Linked DNA regions of Hordeum vulgare: region 1 is linked to region 2. Evidence: chromatin contacts called from public Hi-C data. All regions are on one chromosome and are shown on one strand. The core of a region is the stretch at or near the end of the contact, and the rest is flanking DNA. Distances in the headings are between cores, read along the strand shown. Region 1 holds the start of LOC123425344 (probable serine/threonine-protein phosphatase 2A regulatory subunit B'' subunit TON2). Region 2 holds the start of LOC123425335 (cullin-1).

Region 1 (3,745 bases), core at 141-2,640, 530 kb before region 2:
CAGCACCGGTAGCATCGTCAATAACACAATTTTCTCTGAGACAAACCCACATGGCATCGAGATCATCAGCATTAAGTAGAAGTTCTGATTGTTTCTGCAATTTGTTTGTAATAGCTCTCGTAAGGCCTAAATCATAAGGTGGTTAAATGCTCAAGCAGCCAGCTCATGCTCAGTTTACCTTTAGAAACCTGTATTTTGCCAACCTCTGAACTCTATTGCTAATAGATCCATCTTCAGGTTTCTGTACAAAAAACGAAACATTAGTATCATCACATATTGACAAGTCGCCTAGTCCCGTGATGCAATGTGGAATCCAAAATGGGTGGCATTGCTACTAATCATCTCTGATGCTACTTACTATCTCTGATGCAAGCAACTAGCACTGTTACATATTTTGGATAAACTGCAACTTTTATCATGGCATATAAGAACAAGAAGTCCTGTGTCCAGAGAAACTAAACCAAGTTGCTTCACCTTCTTGTAAAAACTTGGGATGGAACCAGCTTCAGCGCTCTTTCGCTGCCTCTCCTTAAAAATCTCAAGCAATATCCTTTTCGTTTCCAATTCTGCAAGTTGTTGGTTTAAACAGATCAGTGATGCCACATGGAAAATGCAAATGCTGATCAACTGAAGCAGACAAGCTAATTAGGACTGCCCCGGCACCCAATAATGACACACTAAAATAGCAAGCGACAACAGCACATGACTGACATTTGTTACGGTGTAACCTTCTCAAATCATAACAGATACTCCTTCCCTAGTCAAATCCAAGAAGACCTCCTGGCTTTATGATGGAATACCACCCTTTCTCAACCCAAATCACCGGCTGCAAGTTATGGGCGACCATTTTTCCCCATGTACTTTCACGCACGCACCCAACGCATTACGATGCCTCGCAACCTGAGGCACGGAGATCTCATCCTCGTAACTCGAACGCTATCGTGTAACACCAGGCACCATAACCTCACCCAATCTCGTAGCCGCCGGTTCGAACGAGACCCAGTAAACCCTAATCCTACCGCCATTCCGGAAGACGAAGCGCGAAATTCCAACCATGCCTAGCCTAGACTAGCACCACAGCTCCGCAAGGGTGGTGGCCGGAAGGGGGCGGGGAGGGAAGAGGCACTGACCCATGAGGGCCTCGGATCCGAGGCCAGCGCCCGTGCCGACGAAGCGGCGGAGGTTGCGGACCCACGGCATGGAGGAGGCCGGCGGGATCCGCCTGCCAGCGGGCGCTGCCGCGGCGGAGGATGCGCCATCGCCGGCGTCCCCGACGTCGGCGGAGGCGGTGCTCATCGGGGTCGAGGCGGGAGGAGGCCGGATCGGAGCGTGCGCGTGTGACTGTAGCTTGTTGTCGGGTTGGTGGTCTGACGCGGTCCCGTTTGCGCCTCGGGGAGACAAAATGGCAAAGCAGTGTGTTTATTGTACCTAGCCGTGATGGTTACTTTTTGAATTCGACGAATATGAAGTGTATTTGGAAATTATGGTTTTGCTTTCTCGGCCGTTATAGGTGTGATTTTGTTTCTTCGTCTCTATTAAGAATAGCTTAGGTACTGCCCAAGTGTCAAAAACATGTAGAATCAGTTGCTTTCTCTAAAAAAAAATGTTTTATCATAAAAATCTTTGATTGTACTCGGATGGTAATAACTTATTAATAGAGGATTTTTATCATTCACTAGCATATTTCTTTTAACATGCACACATGCATGAAAAGAAGGCAGCCCAACATGCAAATATGCATGAGGAAGATTCAACTCAATAATTAAAGATAGTAAATCATATGTATTTTAACTTTAATTATTACATTATTAATTTAAAATTCGTATTCATAAAATAAATCTAAACAAAATATAGTACTTAAAAAATTAGTTCTTGCATTATATTATATATAAATAGCTAGCATCTACTTCCTCCGTAAATTAATATAAAAGCATTTAGATCTAAACACTCTTATATTAGTTTAGAGAGGGAGTACTAAAAGCATCTCTAGTTGATCCCTAAAAATAGAGGAGTAAATCGTTGAATAGTGATAGTGGGATAAAAAATTACTCTAGTAAAGATGACCAGACTTAGCAGAACTTTTAAAATCTAATGGATTAGACAAATCCTTAATTCTTTTAGCCTAGCAGCATGAACTTCAACCAATTGCATAGCAATCATCAATGATTCAAATATCTGAAGATAAACATGTACAAAATATAAACCGTTAACGAGCATATAATTTCACAGATTAAGATTATTGAATTAAAATATGCATAGTTCATCCAGAATGCATCACTTCACCGATCAAGTTCGATCCAAAATCACCACAGCGTAACATGTTTTATGTTATGGATTGAGGCCAACCAATGGCATGCACGAACTCAAACACTGACCATGCCAAAGAAATCACCACTGCCCCCACCATGCACAAAGCGACCATCACCACCACCACCACCACCATCCTCTCGACCAACATCACCACCACCATCCTCTCGACCAACATCACCACCACCACCATCCATCCACTCGGCCACCACTATCACCACCATTCTGAAGAGATACATCCGCTTGGGTCATGATCTCTCCACGAGTGAGCTTCCAATTTTCTTATTGTGGTGTCATCGATTGTGGTCGGATTCATGAACATGATAACACGATCCTCTGCTATCTTGGCATCTCGAAGCCTATCTTCCTCAAGTGCAAGCCTACGCTCCTACGCCTTCAACTTTCTCTCTTCAGCCGTCAACTTGGATTTTCATTTCTCGTCCTCCAACATTTTGAGTTCGTTCCATCTCGTCGTCTTCTCTTCTTTGCATTTGGCTGCCAACACTTTCTTGGCCTCAATCGTGTCCACGAGTTCTTTGTATATGCCACCGAATGCATCTCTCCTCTTTCTCTCTTTTGCAATTTTGTTGTCATCCAGTCTCTTGTTGGCCTCTTTATCCTCTTGCTCGACGGGAATGCTCAATCTTGTTATCTTTGAAGTGGTCTCCCCAAGTCTCCAAATCCACTTCCTATTGGTACATAACACTTTTGTAGCAATGATACAATGGAATGGCTTGTGGCCAAACTTCTTGTTTCTTCGTTTAAAGAGCTCTTGAATGATAGGACCAAAATTCATGACCGACACAACTCTTGGTGGTGCATGGTTCACTTGATCAATGCAACCGGACCATCGGTTGCATTGGTCTTGGATGGTGCCCCAATGATGCTCGAGTGAGCCTTGGGTGCGGCTTGATGTGACATCCATGGAGTTGTTATAGTACCCCCGCGATTCTCTCCCAAAAGTGGTCCTTGGATCGGTCTGTTCCAACTGTTTGCATCCATGGAGATGTTCATCCAAGCATCGCACAAAGCAAGATCTTCAACTTGGTTGTAGACTCTGAGTCCTAACCCTCTCTAGCTCGGCCTCTTCTTGGGTCAGTTGATAATCGAACACCAAATCATAATTGAGATCCTCAAGGCCAAACGTATGAGACAACTCCAAATATGCCAAGAAATATGTCGTGTTAATCTCCGCACTACGACAACAACATCAATAAACTCCATCATCCATCGGCCACCAACAATCACCGCAAAATTTATATGAAGAAATGGAAGAGAAGTTTTTTGTACCTAGTAGGCATTTCATCAAGCCCTTGACCATCGTTGATATCTCCTTTTTATTGATCTATTGAAATGTAAAAGGGTATCCCACACCCATGTCCCCAAAGGTGACTCTGGGTATCGAACCCACGGGAGGAAGATTCCTTGAAGCGATGGT
Region 2 (4,035 bases), core at 1,198-3,697:
TATGAATCATGAACATATTGACCCTCAAGCAAGAACATATTTACAGCACAAACCATATTTCAGAAGATCACCACACAATAGATATTGGTAGGTAGGGGTTGGGGATAATTAGCTGAAACTTTACAACAACAAAAATTTGAATCATCTATAAATGCACTAAAACATAAACAAGGGCAGCAACACACCTTGCTAAAGTTAAACCGGTCGTATATGAATCCATCATTCTTTTGCCAAGTAACTCGAAACAATCCACAAAAGAGAATTTTATTTAAAACAAATGAAATGTGACTTAACAGGACCACAGAAGCAAACAAAGCCACCATATTCCTATTAAAAAAAGGATTTCTATCGTTAGGTATAGTCGAGGTATGTCTACCTGTCCCCGAGAAGCGATAGGCCTTCCCCGAACATCTGCCTGTCCATTTGGTGCTAGTCTAAAACCTAAAAAATGACAAAACAATAACTATTGATTTGGTGTAGAGTATGTCATCCATTGCTGGAAATATAAAGCGTGCAATGTCATATATGGAAAGTAGAGTAATTAACGTACTTTTCCAGTTTGAAGATCAACCTTTCGGACCGACGACTGCTCATAAACAAAATTAGAAGCATTTAGTTAGTGCTTTACAGAACTGGTTCCATAAAAGCAAGTGAATAAAAACAAATGTACCTTTCAAACTCAAAATAAATCCATAACAGTGACATCAGGTCTGCTACTAACTGTTTCTTTCCACTTCACGTAATTAATTGTGAGAAGACAACCAAGGAAGTATTCATTCCTTGGCATGCCAATAATAATAATTTAAGTGAAGCACGGATTTTGTTGTCAAGCTAAACTGGAGCAGCAGATTCTTGGGTCCTGACTGAGATGCAAGAACCGAAATCCACATGAAGAGATCGGTCCGCATTGACGTTACCTGGTGATAGAGGTCGATGGACTCGAAGAGAGTGTTGTTTCCCCCGTACAAGAGGCCCTGCCAGGAAGAGACCACACGATCTGAGAAAAATGGCAAGGAAGAAATTCCCCATGGCAGAGGAGCGAACCAGATCAGGAGGGAGAGGAGCGTGCGCGGGGACCTAGGTGAAGGCGCTGGGGTTGTGCGGGTACTCATGGACCATGTCGAAGGAGTAGAACCTGGTGGCCTAGAAGATCCGTGAAACCTCAATGGGGTGATGCCCCTCTCCTGAAGATCCCTGACGTCCTAGAAGATCCACGAGCGTTGGTGTATTCCCTCGGTCACGATGACGGCGACGCGCGACAACGGCGCGCTGGTCGATTCCCTCGACGACGATGACGGTGACGGCCTAGAAGATCCGCGAGCGTCGTTGGATTCCCTCGGCGACGACGACGGCGTCGCGCTGGTGGATTCCCTCGGGGATGATGATGACGGCGGCGTAAGGACACCGATGTGCGATCGTGTATTGCGACAGCGGCGGTGAGATGCGATTGAGGACTGATTTTTTTTTCGCGTGCGATGTGTAAAATCTTGTAGCGAGGGGCTAGTTTTCTTTGGTAGCGAGGGGCTGATTTTCTTTGGTGGGACGATGACGAAAAAAATCAAGTAGTTATGGGACGATGGATGGAAAAAGACCGATGACGAAAAAAACCAAGTAGTGGTGGGACGATGGACGAAAAAAAACCGATGACGAAAAAAAAAACAAGAAACGGTGGATGAAAAAAGACCGGTGAACGCCGGCTACCAACTGCCCCTTTAGGAGCAGAGATAGAGAATTTTGACAGTTGATGAATATAGGATTTACCCTTAAAAAATCATGTATTTTTTACGTAAATAAAGGTCATGTTCTACGAGAGAGGCGTTTTGGAGGTCAAGCTCCATGAAGGCCTTTAATTTTGAAAAATTCAGATTTAAATTTTTATGGTTCAAAAAATTCTGAAAAAAATATGCGTGTATGTAAGGATGTAACCTACATGTGTGTAAAAATTCATGATGAAATACCTTGAGTAGCGACCTGTGCAAAAAAGACAAATTCATGGTCTGGGAGGACAACCCCAGATTTGTCTTTTTTTCATAGCCCTCATTTCAATGTATTTTGAACTAAAAGTTTGCACACATGTGTGTTATGTCTTAATGTATATCTGTATTTTTTTCAGAATTTTCTAAAATGTAAAAATATGAATTTTGATGAAATTTCAAATTTGAATTTGAAGGCCTCACTCGAGCCCGAGCTCCAAAAGGGATTTCCGACGTTCTACTCGCTTTGGTCGTCATAATTTACAAATCACGTGTTTCGCTGACTGCAGCAAATATGAGTTGTTGGCATATTACACTCTGTAAGTTTCTGACTTTTCAGTTATTATCTTAAGCTTATCTGTGAAGTGGACACGCCATCAGCCATCAGCAGGGCAGCCATGTGCCAAAGTAACGGAAAGAGCTGGCAGTGGCGGCGACCATCCATCCCCCCTCCCCTCCCTCCCCTGTTTCGGCATTCCGCCACGCTAGATCGGGCACCGGAACGCCCCGACCCGCTTTCCCCTCTCTCCTCGTCCTCCCATTTCCCTTTCCCACGCAGGAGAGGGGCGACGACGCGACCCGACACGAGCTAGGGTTCCGGCGAGCCCCCCCGCCCCGATCCGACGGCCGCGGCGGCGGCGATGACGACGCACGAGCGGAAGACCGTCGATCTGGAGGAGGGCTGGGCCTTCATGCAGAAGGGCATCACCAAGCTCAAGAACATCCTCGAGGGCAAGCCGGAGCCGCAGTTCAGCTCCGAGGACTACATGATGCTCTACACGTACGGTACCTCCTCCCCCTGCCCCCGAATTCCGCCTCCCGTCCGCGGCCTGATCTGATTTTCGCCGTGGCCGCTCTGCTTTCTCGCGCAGGACGATATACAACATGTGCACGCAGAAGCCCCCGCACGACTACTCGCAGCAGCTCTACGACAAGTACCGCGAGTCCTTCGAGGAGTACATCTCCTCCATGGTGAGCAGCAGGGTCTTCCGTGTGCTGATTGTGGCTGGTGCCCCGTTAATTTTAGCTGCGGGATTGGAGGAGCAGCGTGCGGTGTGTGGGCATTTAAGTTTTGACGTGCACGCGGCTGCTAGAGCTGGGAGCGGTGCAGGACTGGTGCGCGCGATGATAATTGCCTTCGCCTGTGTGACTATGGATACTATAAACGGACTGGTTTTGTTATATGCAGTATGCGTCTGCTCTGTCTTTGTTTGGATGTAGGTTGTGGGTGTACCAAAGTAGTATAGTGGATACATTTGTGCCCTGCAACCTACGTTCGAAACAAAAGTAGTATGCAGTAGGGGTGCAGCACCGGAGGAAGAGAGTATTAGGGGTGCATCATTGGATCAAGAAAATTTTGCATGATACTGTAATGTTTCTATAGGGTACATGTCGAATTCCCATGTTCCAAATAGGACCTAAGGAGCTTTAGACCAATATAATGTCACACGGAAATGTCTCTAGTTTTCCTGCTATCAGTGTCTTGGTAGCAAGAGAATGACTAGCTGAAATGGGTACTCATAAATGCAAGGGAGAGAGGGAATGCCAAATGAGGCCAGAATCAGGAGCTGCCTATGAAATTAGCAGTGTTCAAGAAAGCGTTTTTAAGCAACGCTTAAGCGCTGAGCGATGGTAAAGCGCTTCGCTTTTGCCCTAAGGGGTAGATTAAGCGGGTTTTTTTTTAAATTTGGCCATAATTTGACTGTTTTTGAACTACTTTTGCTTCTCTGCTTGCGCAATAATGGCAATATCCCATTTACCTTATTATTAGGCTCTGCTTGGGAACTATTTCCTTCATATGCTAGCAAAATTATGGCCACATGATCTCTATTAGGCTATGACTATTTGAACTGAACTGCATTTTAGTTGTTATTTTGCTTGCCATGTGAACTTAATGTGTATTTGCTATGGTGTGAACTGTATTTTAGATGGCCATTCAATTACACATGTGCCATATTTCCTATTTTCCTGTGTATATTATTCAAAATCTGTCAAATTCTAGCCAATTCAAAAAACGCTTAAGTGCGGTTAAGCTGCGCTTAAGCGTCCATTGCTCTAAACT

The links. Hi-C and Micro-C count contacts between places; a contact is called where the count stands out from the background.
Region 1: a Hi-C map of seedling shows a contact between it and region 2, with 3 times the contacts expected there. The contact joins the promoter of LOC123425344 here to the promoter of LOC123425335 in region 2. A contact is called at or near these places in 3 of 6 Hi-C or Micro-C datasets (leaf and seedling) and 1 of 1 datasets of contacts at active chromatin or transcription factors (embryo).

Annotation. Positions count from the first base shown.
Region 1 is chr1H:82,026,160-82,029,904 of MorexV3_pseudomolecules_assembly, reverse strand. LOC123425344 (probable serine/threonine-protein phosphatase 2A regulatory subunit B'' subunit TON2) reads right to left here and starts at 1,390. Exons shown (of 12, transcript XM_045109031.1): 1 at 1,131-1,390; 2 at 475-566; 3 at 179-241; 4 at 1-94. The coding sequence starts at 1,296.
Region 2 is chr1H:81,494,388-81,498,422 of MorexV3_pseudomolecules_assembly, reverse strand. LOC123425335 (cullin-1) reads left to right here and starts at 2,447. Exons shown (of 18, transcript XM_045109020.1): 1 at 2,447-2,754; 2 at 2,846-2,945. The coding sequence starts at 2,615.